5 separate regions of the Mus musculus genome follow, and regions 2, 3, 4 and 5 are each linked to region 1. The links are chromatin contacts, called in public Hi-C, HiChIP or PLAC-seq and promoter capture Hi-C maps. All regions are on one chromosome and are shown on one strand. Each heading gives the region's core, a stretch centred on a gene start, on an enhancer-like site or on the middle of the called end of the contact. The rest is flanking DNA. Distances are from core to core; before and after follow the strand shown.

The links. Promoter capture Hi-C pulls out the DNA fragments that hold promoters and counts their contacts. Hi-C and Micro-C count contacts between places; a contact is called where the count stands out from the background. HiChIP or PLAC-seq counts read pairs in DNA pulled down with a chosen protein or histone mark.
Region 2: a Hi-C map of nephron progenitors shows a contact between it and region 1, with 4 times the contacts expected there. The contact joins the promoter of Arhgap29 here to the promoter of Slc44a3 in region 1. A contact is called at or near these places in 10 of 39 promoter capture datasets (the 3T3-L1 cell line, the HPC-7 cell line, HPC-7-derived erythroid cells and 5 more), 1 of 15 datasets of contacts at CTCF or cohesin (embryonic stem cells), 32 of 484 Hi-C or Micro-C datasets (the C2C12 cell line, the HL-1 cell line, the HPC-7 cell line and 13 more), 3 of 115 datasets of contacts at active chromatin or transcription factors (embryonic stem cells and stem cell-derived neural progenitor cells) and 1 of 9 other capture datasets (embryonic stem cells).
Region 3: a contact with region 1 is called in an H3K27ac HiChIP or PLAC-seq map of embryonic stem cells, with 4 times the contacts expected there. The contact joins the enhancer-like site here to the promoter of Slc44a3 in region 1. A contact is called at or near these places in 3 of 39 promoter capture datasets (liver and pre-B cells), 1 of 115 datasets of contacts at active chromatin or transcription factors (embryonic stem cells) and 2 of 9 other capture datasets (embryonic stem cells and liver).
Region 4: a contact with region 1 is called in a promoter capture Hi-C map of the SN4741 cell line, with 4 times the contacts expected there. The contact joins the promoter of Abcd3 here to the promoter of Slc44a3 in region 1. A contact is called at or near these places in 25 of 39 promoter capture datasets (the 3T3-L1 cell line, 3T3-L1-derived adipocytes, the C10 cell line and 15 more), 1 of 15 datasets of contacts at CTCF or cohesin (the NIH/3T3 cell line), 4 of 484 Hi-C or Micro-C datasets (CD4 T cells, bone marrow-derived macrophages, nephron progenitors and 1 more), 24 of 115 datasets of contacts at active chromatin or transcription factors (DN3 thymocytes, acute myeloid leukemia, bone marrow-derived dendritic cells and 15 more) and 4 of 9 other capture datasets (adipose tissue, liver, macrophages and 1 more).
Region 5: an H3K4me3 HiChIP or PLAC-seq map of embryonic stem cells shows a contact between it and region 1, with 24 read pairs. The contact joins the enhancer-like site here to the promoter of Slc44a3 in region 1. A contact is called at or near these places in 24 of 39 promoter capture datasets (the 3T3-L1 cell line, 3T3-L1-derived adipocytes, the C10 cell line and 14 more), 2 of 15 datasets of contacts at CTCF or cohesin (the NIH/3T3 cell line and embryonic stem cells), 3 of 484 Hi-C or Micro-C datasets (bone marrow-derived macrophages, embryonic fibroblasts and embryonic stem cells), 18 of 115 datasets of contacts at active chromatin or transcription factors (acute myeloid leukemia, bone marrow-derived dendritic cells, bone marrow-derived macrophages and 8 more) and 3 of 9 other capture datasets (adipose tissue, liver and pancreatic islet).

Annotation. Positions count from the first base shown.
Region 1 is chr3:121,531,019-121,533,699 of GRCm38.p6, forward strand. Slc44a3 (solute carrier family 44, member 3) reads right to left here and starts at 1,326. Exons shown (of 15, transcript NM_145394.3): 1 at 1,143-1,326; 2 at 649-753. The coding sequence starts at 1,181. Gm38684 (a long non-coding RNA gene) reads left to right here and starts at 559. Exons shown (of 2, transcript XR_376017.4): 1 at 559-922; 2 at 1,059-1,446. It overlaps A530020G20Rik (a long non-coding RNA gene), which reads left to right and starts at 1,926. Exons shown (of 2, transcript XR_867597.1): 1 at 1,926-2,120; 2 at 2,557-2,681.
Region 2 is chr3:121,966,503-121,969,183 of GRCm38.p6, forward strand. Arhgap29 (Rho GTPase activating protein 29) reads left to right here and starts at 1,304. Exons shown (of 23, transcript NM_001356524.1): 1 at 1,304-1,455.
Region 3 is chr3:121,205,779-121,208,459 of GRCm38.p6, forward strand. It overlaps Tlcd4 (TLC domain containing 4), which reads right to left. Exons shown (of 8, transcript NM_001355678.2): 8 at 1-1,692. The coding sequence ends at 1,374. Among named protein-coding and RNA genes, the nearest start is that of Rwdd3, 35 kb to the left of the region's middle. Within about 2 kb of position 1,348, at least 18 of the 459 cell types and tissues checked have an H3K27ac peak or open chromatin away from gene starts, as enhancers often do. A contact at or near this core is called in embryonic stem cells, where this site is marked.
Region 4 is chr3:121,813,940-121,816,620 of GRCm38.p6, forward strand. It overlaps Abcd3 (ATP-binding cassette, sub-family D (ALD), member 3), which reads right to left and starts at 1,363. Exons shown (of 23, transcript NM_008991.3): 1 at 1,070-1,363. The coding sequence starts at 1,179.
Region 5 is chr3:121,793,083-121,795,763 of GRCm38.p6, forward strand. The region is part of intron 2 of Abcd3 (ATP-binding cassette, sub-family D (ALD), member 3); the gene reads right to left. Among named protein-coding and RNA genes, the nearest start is that of Abcd3, 21 kb to the right of the region's middle. Within about 2 kb of position 1,334, at least 14 of the 459 cell types and tissues checked have an H3K27ac peak or open chromatin away from gene starts, as enhancers often do. A contact at or near this core is called in embryonic stem cells, epiblast stem cells and extraembryonic endoderm stem cells, where this site is marked.

The DNA.
Region 1 (2,681 bases), core at 76-2,575:
CAGCATGACCCAACCCGGCATGGGTGACTTCATTAGCACAGCCTTTGAACAAAGTGAATGAAGCTCTAAGAATAAGTGTCAAGACTCAGCTCTGAGAGACTCCTCGGATGTCACGGCAGGGTCTGGTAGGGTCTACCATCGATCGTGTATACAAGTGTGCTATGAGAGGGGTTGCATCAAGTTAAACACAGTAGATCAAGGCCGTGCATGTATGTGTGTGTGTGTGTGTGTATAACTCTGTGTGTACACAGTTTTTAAAAAAGCAGTCTCTTTCTAGACCTTGACTTTTTCCTATGCTAGAAAACAGCAAATGTTGAGAAATACTTGACTGAGGGGTATGGATGATGTAAAAGGACTTCCACTCTGAGAGCTTACAAAGCCAAAGAAGAAAGGCACTGCTGCAAGCTGTGATTCTCCATATCCTAATGGAATTACCCAATAAATCTTGGTCTCCGGCAGGAAGGCAGTCTTCCCAGAGAGTTTAGGAGATTGTGAAATCCCAGAACAAGAATTTCTTAACTCATGGTCATTCTAAACCAATCACAGAAGTTTGTCCTTGCAGCATAAACTTTAAACCAGTAACGTCTAAGACACACTTGTATCTGGACACACACCCGGGATTTAGGCCTGCCAAGCAGCCATACTTACCAAACCAGTCCAAAAGAGAAAGAACAAGACTAGCCACGGTGTATCGGTGCATTTTCTATAAATTTGGGGTCGCCATTCTCTTTGCCTTGTTTTCTCTGCAGAAACCTTCCAGGAAAACGGAGAGTTGAGAAAAGCAAGAGAAACAGTTAGGTGAAATCAACCGAACCGAAACCTCTCCAAAGGCTGCTAAAGCAACTCAACTCTATCACTGGGGAAGATCAGCTCTCTGCAGGATGGATGTGAAACCCCCCCGGGGGCCAAGTTCTTACTAGAGGTAAGACACCCCTCACCCCCTAGTCCCTTGCGCCTTCCTGGCCTCAGCCCAACACTTGTGTCAGGTACTGGGTCCTCAGTGCCAGGTGTCTTTAAAGGAGCGGTGTCACTGAGAGAAAGTGGTTTATCTCCCAAAGGACAGAGGAGCCGGAAGCGTCCTGTCTGTGCAGGTAGGTGCCCGCAGAGGCCGCTTCTCTCAGGACTCAAGTTGTCGCTCTTACCAGGTACTCGGCGCCCAAGCACTGCATGGTACCCGGCATCTGGGATTGGCGGCGGCGGTGGTCGCCTTGCACACGGGACAGAGGTGCGGCGACCGGGCCAAGTGGCCCAGGAGGGGCGGCAGGGCGAGCAGGGCTCAGCGCCTCCTAGAGGTCCAGGGCGCTGGTCCCCTAGACACGCCCTTTCCGTGGTGGCTTTAGGCTGGGAGGACCTGCTGGGAGCGGGGGTGGCACCTGCGCAGCACCGGTTCCCAGGAAGTGCTCCTGACCACTGTGCGACGCCTGGGCCCGTTGCCAGCGCCTGGAGTTAGAAGTGAGGCCTCAGGGATCATTCCTGAGGGCGGGGAGCTTGCAGGGGTGTGTCACACACAGGTAAGTGGTGCTTTGTGTGTGCCGAATCCTGCCCTGAAAGGTTCACCAGTTCTCTTCCAGGCGCATCAAGTTGCAATCTGTTGTCATCCTTGAGCTAAGATCAGACAGCAATGGCGACACTCTGTCAAGGGGCTCAGTGTCTATCATTCCAGCTGCTATTTCTATAAGGCTGAATCTTCTCCAGCGTGAGTCCCAGGAACACAAAGCCCTCAGAGGACTGATTTAATATCTCTCTCTCTCTCTCTCTCTCTCTCTCTCTCTCTCTCTCTCTCTCTCTCCTGTCTCTCTCTCTCTCCTTTCTCTCTCTCTTCCTCCCTCCTTCCCTCTCCCTCTTCCTCTCCCCCTCCCTCCCTCCCTCCCTCCCTCCCTCCCTCTCTCTCTCTCTCTCTCTTTCTCTCTCTCTCTCTCTCTCTCTCTCTCTCCTGTCTTTCTCCTCTCTCCTCTCTCTCTCTCTGTCTGTCTATCAGTAGGTCTCTTTCTCTCCCTTTTGTGTGTGGGGTGCTCACTTCCCTCCTCTTTGCATCATCATCTGATTTTCCAGTGGGCACCCTTTGAAGCACATCCAGTGTGAATGTCCCTGGCAAGAACAGTTTTCTCTTCAACATTCAGGTGGGCACCAAAGCGCTGCTGAGGTGAGGAGTTTTAAAAAGGGCTGCGGAGGACTTTCCTTCTCGGTCCCCTTTCTCTGCCCCAACCCATCTACCTGCCCCTCCACACCGTCAGGCTGCTAGCCCACTAAGTGCAGAGGTCCCGTCATGTTTCAGAAGATATTATTTCGCTCTGGTCCTCTCCGACCTTTGGCTATTACAATCTTTCTGCTTCCTCTTTTGGGATGTTCTCAGAGACTTGTGTGAGTAATTCGGTGGAAGTTAGAGGCGAATAGCATCAGGATATATTGCATGTATGTATAGAAATAGTAAAAGATAGTACAAATATTATATTAAAAAATAACCAGGGAGTGGTTAGAGGGTAATGATCCTTAATGGATCTCTGCTGTGCGGGGAGGAATCCCTTCCAGGCTAATTATCTTCCTTCTCACTCTTAGCTCTCAGAACATTCCTGAATGCAGGCTTCTCAGAACGAGTAGCTGGATTTCCAGGGGGCCCTGAATTCATCCCCTAGAGTCCCCCCTTCAAGTAGACATTTGCACAACTACAGAAAGAGCACAGT
Region 2 (2,681 bases), core at 54-2,553, 440 kb after region 1:
CTGGCTTTGGAATCTTGATCCATCTGCCTCTATCTCCTAAATTGTAGGACTACAGAAATGTGCCACCAACTTCAACTCAGTTTTCTTTATTAAATGGAATGGCAGATGTATAAAAAGAGAATTGACATATTTTTAAATAACTTAATGGGGGTGTGAGCAGCTAAGAACCACTTGAAGCAGCCACTTCTTACCATTTCCCCCCAAATGTGTGTTTCTAACTGTAGTCGTACTCTCACCCCCTTTATTCTTGAGGATGCCTTTCCTCTTAGTAGCTTGCTTTAAAAGTTCAAACATCAGTTTCCATGCTAAAAGTCTTTGCTACTTTTTTTCCCCGAATGCAATTAAAAGTAGTCTGGTTTTGAGAGGTTCCTGAATATTTGGAGCGCAAATTTGGTATTTTGTGTTTGAGGGCAGAAGGGATATATTTGTATGAATCTTAAAAATCCACTGTAGAGCTAAAGTAACCAAGCAATTCCATATTTATCCTTTCAAGTTACACTAAGGGGGCTGTTTTTCTGGTAATAATTGGAAAATTTAAGTGTCTGTTTTTCAGAAATTTCTCCTGATTCAATGCCTCACTTGTTGGGCCTACAGTATTTCTGTCTTATTTTCTGGTCTCCTTGGGTCCTACTCTCTTCTTTCTTTGCTTGTTTCTCTCTTGGGGTTTGCTGCCCGTTCTTTCACCTCCCCTCACACTGCCCTGGATCCTTTTCCTCCCACAGGTGGCCATTTTTCTGTCTCTATACTGTTCCCACAGGCACCCTCCCCATGTTTTTCTCTAGCTTAGCTTTCTGTGTTGAATTCAAGAGTCCTTGTATTTCGAGGGACCTGCTGCTTTTTAAACCATTCCTTCATATATCCTGAGGTGAGTTTGAAAAGGCAGTTGACCAAACACGGGCCTTGGTGGAAAATTCTGCCCTTTATAAGGGGCTGAATGGTTGTCTGGTTTCGATGTAGTTAATTCTTTTGGAATTAGGGCTAGGTAGGCCTTGTTGCATGTTACCTGAGTGGAGCCTTCGTCTTCAGCTCGTATCATTTCGGGATTTGGTGACAGAAGATGAAAGTGGTCCAGGAAATACACCACCCAAGAATGCCTATTAGCAAATCCAGTTCTAAGGTGACTTTTCCTAAGCAATGTCTTCTGTGAGGAGACCCTGTCAGACCAGAAGCTGCTGACAGACTACCACACCCCGGGCTCCTCTACCTTCTCTGCGCTCTGTCCCCGCCCCTGCGAGTTTGAGCCAATGGGCTGAGCCCCAGGGGGTGGGCTGGGGCGGGGCAGAGGTGGGGCCAGGGCGGAGCACCTCTGCCCCAGCTGCCTCACAGCAGTGCTGGCTCGGCCCGGCATGGAGGATGGAGGCAGCAAGTTTGAGCCCTAGGCGGCACGAGCCGCCGCCGCCAGGCTGTGGGCGTTCATCTGAAGTCGGCACGGGGGATACAGGATGGAGCCCCACGGTGAGTGAGGGGCGGTGGTGCTCGTTTCCACCGAGGCTGCTGAGTTGGGGTTCCCCTGAGTTGCTATCGAGTCTGGGTCCGAATGTGCGGCTAGTTCTCGGTGCTCTTAGTCCTCGCTAAGCTTAGGAACTGGACTGTGAGTTAAGGACCTGCAGGGGTGAGCAGATGGTATTCTAAGTAAAGCTGCCAGTTAGCTCGTATTTACCTACCGAGTACTGAAACTTCCCAATTTGTAACTCCTTTAATTCTCAGGACAGCTCCATGACCCTTGAACTCATTTCTCAAACAGGGAAGCTGAGGTGAAAAATCTGCCCAAAGTAGTAATTGACAGTATCAAGGCTTAATCCTATGCGCCCTTGCCCCAGAATCCGTGCTTTTTGCTCTGGAGCAGTGTGCTCCCGCCAACCCCGCCAGCAATTCTCGCTCCAGATGGGGTGCTCAGTCCCAAAGTATTTTAGGAGTCCCATCGTGCATATTGTTGTCTTCTATGTTTTGTGTTTAGAGAATATTTTTGTTTGAGCACACTCTCAGTGTCTTGGTGTGTTCTCATTTTGTTTTGAATATGTTTGGAGGTTTGATGGTTTTAATTTTAAAACATTTATGGATGCATGTGCTCAAGACCTGGAATTTTGAAGGTAGAATTCTAGTGGCCGATGACAGTCTCTCCTTATCGGTTTTTCACCTTTGAGAGATAACACACCAAACAAATTTTTGGAGACAGGATTGTTACCTGTTAAGGCCTCTGTGACTATCTCTTGTTAGTTGAGTCTTTTGTCTGACACTATCGATGTTGGCTGGCCTTTTTCGTTTCTCTCCTTTCCTCTGTATGCATGAAGTCAGGCATAGGGAACGTGCGCTTTGGCATTGGGTGGTTTTGGCTGATCAGAGGCGAGCCCTCCTTGCCAGGAATGCTAGACATTCTGGAGGCGTGGGGGGCAGGGCAGCTTTTTCTCCCTCTTTTTCCTTTTCCTTTTTCTTTCTTTTTTAGTTATCCTGCTGGGTTCAGACTGCACAGGAATGAAATGTGTGTTGTATATCTTACTTTAGACGTTGTTAAGGATAAAGCTGTTCCCGACATGCTCCCGTTCTGTTTTTGTAGAGTGTTTTTTAAAAGTGTAGTTAAAGACCTTTACACTTGATTCCTGTGTGAGCTTTTTTTCCCAGTGTCTTTTAATAGATTCTCACAAACTCAGAAATTATGCTGAAATAACAGATTTCTGAAATCA
Region 3 (2,681 bases), core at 98-2,597, 330 kb before region 1:
ACTCTATCTGTACTAGACAATTAAATCAAACTACATTACATTAAATGTTTTGATGACATTCCATTAGTTCATCAGCCTAAGATGAATAATGAAAGAGCCAAACGTTCTCCTTCAGTCTGATACTCTAAATGGATTAGATCTTTTGGTTTAAGTTCAGTTAAATTCAAGTATTCACCACTAATTGGATTAAGTCTATATCTTAAGAACAATCATTAAAGTCAAGTACTTCAGAAAAAAATAAATAAAGGCAATAATAGCTAAATATATAATTCTATATTTGGATTGCAAGAATCAAAGGAAAAACACCCCACTACACGCGCACACACACACGATTTTTTTTTCACAATGAATGACAGTTTTGATAATCAGAATACTTGGGGTAAGTCACCTTCCTTCCTTCTGCTCTTTAAGAAAACAAAAAGGCAAAGACAAACTAAGCAAGCCTGAGTAAAATCTCTAAGTAAAGCACAAACTCTGACTTGTCTGTAGTTTTAGTCTCACCAAAATGAGGCCGATTTCAGGAGCATGCCCAGCGCGCACATTCTAGACAAGACTGGTGTTCTGGTGTCAGGTTTGGAACTTGGAAAACTTTGCAAGAAGAAATATGATCTTTATGGGGAAAGTACCCGGAAGCAGGCGAAGGCAGCGTGATGAGGCACGTTCCCGGGAGTCCTCACTATCGGCATTCATGTGGTCCACAAGATGGGTCTTAAACCTTGCCTGACTATAAGATTTTCAAAATATAATTGGATAAAGCACTACAGAGAGAAACGAAGCAGCTGAAATCTTAAAAATGCATAAAATATTTTCAAATATGATAGGATCAACATGAGAAGTGCTCTATCGTAGCGTAACAGATGACTGCATACCCCCATGAAACCATGTCAGTTCTGATGGCCTGGGGAAGGGACGTGCTGGCAACTTAGAAAGGAAACCCTACACAGGCTCTGATGTTGGAAAAGACCGGAGCACAGCCAACGGAGCTGCTCGCAGACTGAAAAGCCGTTCTCAGTCCTTCAGCAAAATAAAATGGGTGGTGTACAAAGGCCACCGAATCACCAGCCATTTTCCTGCAGAGAATAATCCCCATGAACACTGACGAATTCAGAAAAGTTTCCCCACTCCACTTACAACTTTTGTTTAAACCTTTCAGTTTCCATCCATGCTTAAAAATATTGAAGGAAAGAAGAAATCCTGGGATGAAGACTAAATTTTATTTTCTCTTGTCTAAAGATTAAAGAAAAGAGGAAAGAACACTGAAACCATGAGTAACAACCGTGCCTAACAGAGCGGCGCAGGAGCTCATCGTGTCGGCCGGGACAAAGAGGAATGAAGATGGCTTATGGAAGCAAGGTGTCCGATGAAGCATGCCTTTAGTCGAGTTTCCCGTTCTGAAGGCTATCCTTGGCTTTCTCTTGTCTGATGAGGGAGATGACTTTGATGCATCCTTTCGTGATTTTGATCATCCACATGATATTCATCACGTCTAAAATAACACAAGTAACGATCCAGACAGACTGGATTACAAATCCGAACCTTATGTAGGGTTCTGTTCCGTACACGGAGTAAAGGAAGAAATACATCGGAGGTATCGAAATGATCCGCACGATGAAAAAGACCACCGTCATAAGAATTCCATTGATGACATTGGCTTTGGAAAACTTGGGGTACTTCAGGGCTTCAAAGAACCACCTGATGAGAGAAGCAAAGATAAGTCACACAGTCTGCAGCTTGGGGAATCTGCCCTCCTAGCACCTGCGCACATTGCTTGTTTACTAGTTAGGCACTGAGGAAGCCAGCGCCATCTTGTAATGGCGATTGTGCACAGCTTCCCACACCCTCCTCCTCTGTGCCTTAGGCTGAAGGAGGAACTCAAGGACCACATAACAACTTGTGTGGAGGGGTTGGGGACACGACTCTTTTAGATGGAGTGTTTTCTGTGCAACTTGAATGGGGACTTGGATTCTGATCCCCTGGTACTCAAGGTTTGTAACCCTAGTGCTGGGGGTTGGGGGGGGGGGGTGGAACGGAGAGCAGGCAGGTTGGGTGGGGGGGTGCGGGGCGCGCAGGGCGGGGTAGAGCGGAGAGCAGGCAGATCCTGGGAACGCACTGGGCCCGCTCATCTTGCTGAAATGGCAAACACTGCGCTCAGTGAGAAACGCTGTCTAAAAAGGTAAGTAAGGTGGAGAAGCAACTGATGAAAACATCCGGATGTCAACCATACACACACACACACACACACACACACACACACACACACACACGTGTGCGTGACCACACCCACACAGAATGATTTAAAGGGCCTTGGAGAGTCCACGCACTACAAAAGAACAGCTGGAGGAGTCATAATGCCTACTTCTGGGAAATCTCTGTAAAGCGACACAATGAAGACTCGGGGTATTAGAGAAACAAACCAGAGTCACAGAAGCGTTAGAGATAGATACATACAGATGTACTCAAGTGACTTCTGACCCTGACATTAATTAGGCAACTCAACAGAAAAAGAATGCCTCTGCCCCACTGTGAGAATATCCAGCAGAGAAATTAACTCAAAGTAGATTTAAAACCTATATGTAAAATACAAAAGTATAAAACTTCTAGAAAAAAAAAGAAAACATGAAAAGTTCGATGAAAGTTTTTGCTGTAACACTGAAGTGCAACAATGCAGGGGGCTGGCCATG
Region 4 (2,681 bases), core at 113-2,612, 280 kb after region 1:
TTTCAAATTAATCGTCCCCCTCCAAGAACCCTTAAAAAGGACGAATAGTATGTGAAGGAGAGGCATATCATTATTTTGTAAAGCTGATTTAGGAAGAGAAGGGCCAATGCTGCAGCCAATGAGCAAGTCAAAGTAGATAAGACAGAAAATACTTCATGAAAGGATACATGGAGCTCTCTGCTAGTATTTTAGGCCAAATTCTAATAATAAGATAGTCCGAGCAAACCAAAAGCAGGAGACAATAAATAGTACCTACCCAGAGGGTTGATGAAATAAAATGCATGAAAGCATTATTCTAAGATTGGACACTAAATATCCAAACACTAGTAAGAATGCTTAGTTAGGAAGTAACCTTTTCTTTGTCGCTCGCTGAAATCAAATGGGCGACAAGAAGTTAAAATTGTGCCTGTAATCCCACCCCCAGAACTCAATTCTCCCTTCTTTCCTAATCTCCCAAAAGTTCAAAGTAAACTTTAACATTCTCTCCAGGCAGGTAGCTGTATGGTGTAATTAACAAGTGATCTTCACCTAAAACACACTTTCACCTTTCACCTATAAAGTCGACGGAGGAAACTTTGTCCTCCACACACCGCTGAGCCAATTCAACCTTTCCAAATGAGGGCATTCACTGACCAATTCCGGAAAAAGAGGGCACCGCTTTAGAAGAAAATCGTGCCCACTGGACCCAGAAAACCCCAGGAACGCCCCTGGCTACTATCCACCGCCACTACTCCGGAGTCGAGCTGGCGAGTAAAATGCCCATCCCGAACGAACGCAAACCTTAGCGTTCAGTGGCGATGAGATGGCAAAACCAGAATGCACCCATAAAGTTGACATGCACGGGGAGATGGTGAGGGGGCGCGGGGGCGCAGGGACGCGGCGTGTCCTCCTCCCTCCCGTGGTGTTGAGATTGCGCGGCGGCCGCCAGGCTGAGGGCCGCAGGGCTCCGGGACCGCTGGCCCGGTTCCGCGGGCACCCGCGCAGCTCGGGACCTGGGAGAGAAGGGCAAGGCGCGCGCCCGGAGCTCCCCGCTCGGGCCCGGGGAAGGCGGCGCGGCCGCGAGCCTCACCCGTGCAGGCCGAGGGCGCGACGCCGCTTATGGAGTAGGCAGAGCAGCAGGAACGCGGCCCCCGCCAGCGAGGTGTTCCGTGCCGTCAAGTACTTGCTGAAGGCCGCCATGGCACCGGCAGGGCGAGCGAGCCGCGGGATAGGGGACGCGCCGGCGACAACCTCAGTGCAGGAACCGCGGGGGAAACTGGGAGGATAGCTCGGCGCCGAGAGAGGGCGGGGCCGGCCGCGCGGGAACGCCCCCTGGCGCGCGCCGCCGCGCCGAGCCCACCGTGGACTTTGGCTTCCCGGGCGCGCGCGCGGGCGCGGGGCGATCGAAAGGGTCGTTCCCCGGGGGGACGCTCTGCGCACGCGCGGACCCCCGCGGACTCGGCCGGAAACGCGGCGGGCAGACAACGCTAGTCCTCCGCGCCGGTCTCCAGCAGCCCACGCTTCGGCCTTGCGATCTCTGCTTGCACACACCCTAGCTTTCTTTCACAAGAACTGGAAGAGCGGGCCGGGCCTGCGCCACGGACTCCGTGGGCCCTGCCCCTCCGCCACCCCCTGGATGGGTCGGTACCACCCTCTTAAAGAAGCCGGGGGAGGAGGGGAACGGCCCCATCACTAAAAAGGTCAATATTTGCAACTTAAGGAGTGAAGGGAGACCTGGAAAAGAAAGACTACAATCAGATAATCTTATTTCAAGTCGCCGTGGATTAGGTCTCTAGTTCTGTAAAATCGGTTTGGGAGGACGGGTCCACCACTCTGTTAATTTTTTTATAAAAATAATGTAGTGGGAAAAAGCTCAGAGTGCGTGACAAAAAGGAGTTTTAAGAAACAATTACTCTTTTTTGGTAGATATGTACAAGGATGGCGATAAAAAAATGTATTTCTTTATGTTAGGTCTGGTCAAAGAAAGTTTGAGAAACTCTGTTCTTTGCAAAGGGACATTCAGAAATAACAATCGTGCGTTGTATTAATGCTGGCCTTACTCCCAGAAGCAGACGAACTTTACAGATTACAGCATTCTTCTCCTGTCCCACCCCTATCATGCAGAAAGTGTTATCCCTAGCGTTTAGTCTAGCGCATGCACAATAACTTAATGAATGGCTGTTTTCAGTTTAAGAAACTGTCGAGAAGCAAGTGTCAGAAAGGAAGCTTCTAAAACCTCACAAAATATATAAATGTTGCCTACGCATAAAAGGAACCAATGAAACAGTGATGCCTAGGTGTTTTCTCTGTGTGAATGGTTAAATGGTTATGAGAATGGCAAAGACCACACACCGTGGTGTGTGCTGTGTGCAGGTGCTCAACAATCGTCAAAAGTCTAAGTTACGCAGAAGTAGAGCCTGTACCAAATCCTCCATATGCCGTTTGTGTGTTTTCCCATTACCCTGGGAATCACTTAGGTAATTAGGTATGCCTGGCACAGAGAATACAAGTATGAACAATCAATCCCTTATTCTCCAGAGGCTGGTGCAGAAGAAAAACATGAAGAAAAATATGGATGAGTTTAAGTGTCAGCTTAGAGAAGTGAACTAAGTGCTATGAGAATACCAATAAGAGAATTTAGAATTTTCCTAGAACTTTTCCTTAACACTTGACAAATAGGATGACGTCAAAGCTACACCCTA
Region 5 (2,681 bases), core at 84-2,583, 260 kb after region 1:
GATCTGACTCCCTCTTCTGGAGTGTCTGAAGACAGCTACAGTGTACTTACATATAATAAATAAATAAATCTTTAAAAAAAAAGAGCACTGACTGATCTTCCAGAGGTCCTAAATTCAAATCCCAGCAGCCATATGGTGGCTCACAGCCATCTGTAATGAGATCTGACGCCCTCTTCTGGTGTGTCTGAAGACAGCTAAAGTATACTCATAAACATAAAATAAATAAATAAATCTTTAAGAAAAAAAAATAAATAAAGAGCCGAGTTTAAGATAGCTGCAACAGTGATTATAGAATCACATCTAAGGGAACTGCGACAGACGCACAGTGGTCACGGGGCCACACTTCCTGTCACTGCAGACAACCATTAAGATGGACAGCTGGATTTATAGCACACACTTGAGCAGCTCTCCGTATTCAGATTCCAAGAAGACAGAATTACCTAACAGGAGAAAGAGAGAGGAGGTGTGCTCTCTGAGAGAAGAGTGTAAGTACTCAAGGGAAAAGCGCAGCCGAAGCTCTGAGAAGCGCAGAGTGAGAAGTGACCAAGTAGCTACTGCTTAGTTTATCTTCTGCAGTGACAGGGTTGAACCAAAGGCTTCATGCACCACCACCACTGCCATGCCCCAGACTCTTCTTAATAAATAGAAACTTTAAAAAAAAATCTTAAACGTGACTTTCCCTAATTTTAAGAAATGTCTGCTGGGCAGTGGTAGCTCACACCTTTAATCCCAGCACTCTGGAGGTAGAGGCAGGTGGATCTCTTGAATTTTAGGCCAGCGTAGTCTACAGAGAGTTCCAGGACAGCTGGGGCTACACAGAGAAGCCCTGTCTAGAAAAAAACAAAAAGGGAGGGAGGGAGGGAGGGAGGGAGGGAGGGAGGGAGGGAGGAAAGAAAGGGAGAGAGGGAGGGAGGGAGGGAGGGAGGGAGGGAGGGAGGGAGGGAGGGAGGGAGGGAGAAGGAGGGAGGGAGGGAGAAGGAGAGAGAGAGAGAGAGAGAGAGAGAGAGAGAGTCAGCCAGCCTGCCTGCCTGCCTTCTGGGTTACTAGATTTATCACTTAATGTTTTCAATATACAACAATCTGCAGATTCTAACTCATAAATTCCTAAGCTCCTTACTATATTCAATCCATTTCTAATAAGAGGAACACAGACAAAAGTAAATGAAGAAGTAATTACAGATCGACTAGCCAGAGTCATGAGAAAAAGAGTAATTTGGGCAGTGAGACACAGAAAGATCTCCACACTGAAATGTGACAAAGTAGAGGGATTAAAGCACAAAGAACAGCAAGTCTGAGTGCACACACCCAGTGCTGAGGACAATGGAGTGCACACTTAGCATCAAGACCTGAGAAAGAAAACGAATGACAAAAGGCAGAGGTGCCTACAAAGCACTGGGCTAAAGGACTAGAGAGGTCATGAATCTGTTGTCAGGACAGAGTTTGAGATAAGATAGTGGCTCCTCCCTTAGAGATTTATTTTCAAATAAATCTACAACCTTCTACAAAGATAAGGAGAAAGTGGCATCTATAGCTTTTGGTGGGAATATCTCCTTTACTATCCTTAGACTGGGAGAGTAGAAAAGAGAAACCCAAAAACTACAAGCTACCCCAGAACACATCCTTCCCAGCCCTTTCCAGACCCCTAGTCAACCATGGGGTGAAAAAGAGAACCATCTCCCTCAAGTTGTCCCAACTCCGTCCCTCTCTTAAAATATTACTAGTAGGTCAGGCATGGTGGTGCCTGCCTCTAAACCCACACCCAGGAGGCAGAGGTAGACAGACCTCTGTGAGTTCAATGCCAGCCAGGCCAGCCAAGGCTACAAAGTGAAACCTTGTCTCAAATAAAAAACAAGGGGTGGGGGGAGTGGCCTTAATGGAGAAATAAATTTTGCTACAATTTGATAGTCAGAGTGGACAAAGAGACAGACAGACAGACCAAGATAGAGAGAAGCGGGTGGGGCTTAAAGGATGTAACAGGGTAATAATCACTTTGATGCTTATTAGTCAATTCTAGAAATAATTTTAAGGAAGAAAAGGAAAGCAAATTAAACTTTATATAATAGCCTATATAGTAATACATACTAGGTATAAGAATTACATTCAAAACCATACTAATAGTACAGATATTAAAGCCAATAAACTGACACAGGGATAAATGCCATTTATTTGAAAAGAATGTCAACTTAGTTACTGCATAACCCCAAATTCCATCCTGTTATAGACCACAGCTGCACTACTCATAAGCTTCATGTTTATGTTAATGTAAAAATCCCTTACCTGGTGATATAACCCACACAACACAATACTACTCAGCATAAAATAGTATAGTAACAATATGAAGAAACCTGAAAACATCATGTTAAGTGAAAGGCCTGCAGGACCACACGTACTGAATGATCGCATTAACATTAAATGCCCCAGAGCAGGCAAATCAATAGACAAACAGTAAATGAGCAGTTGCCAGGGGTAACAAGGAGTGAATGCTACTAGGCATGAGCTTGGGGGGGGGGGGTGGTGTGAATTTAAAAATAATTCTTTTTAAGTTGTTGTTCCTTTTATTGTTGATCTTTTCTGTCTGGCTTTAAGGGGAACATCATTCCTTAATTCTGACTGAAACACACAAGCTGAACCCAGGTCATCATCTCAGCCACAAGGACAGTCAAGTTCATGGCCTGTTTCTC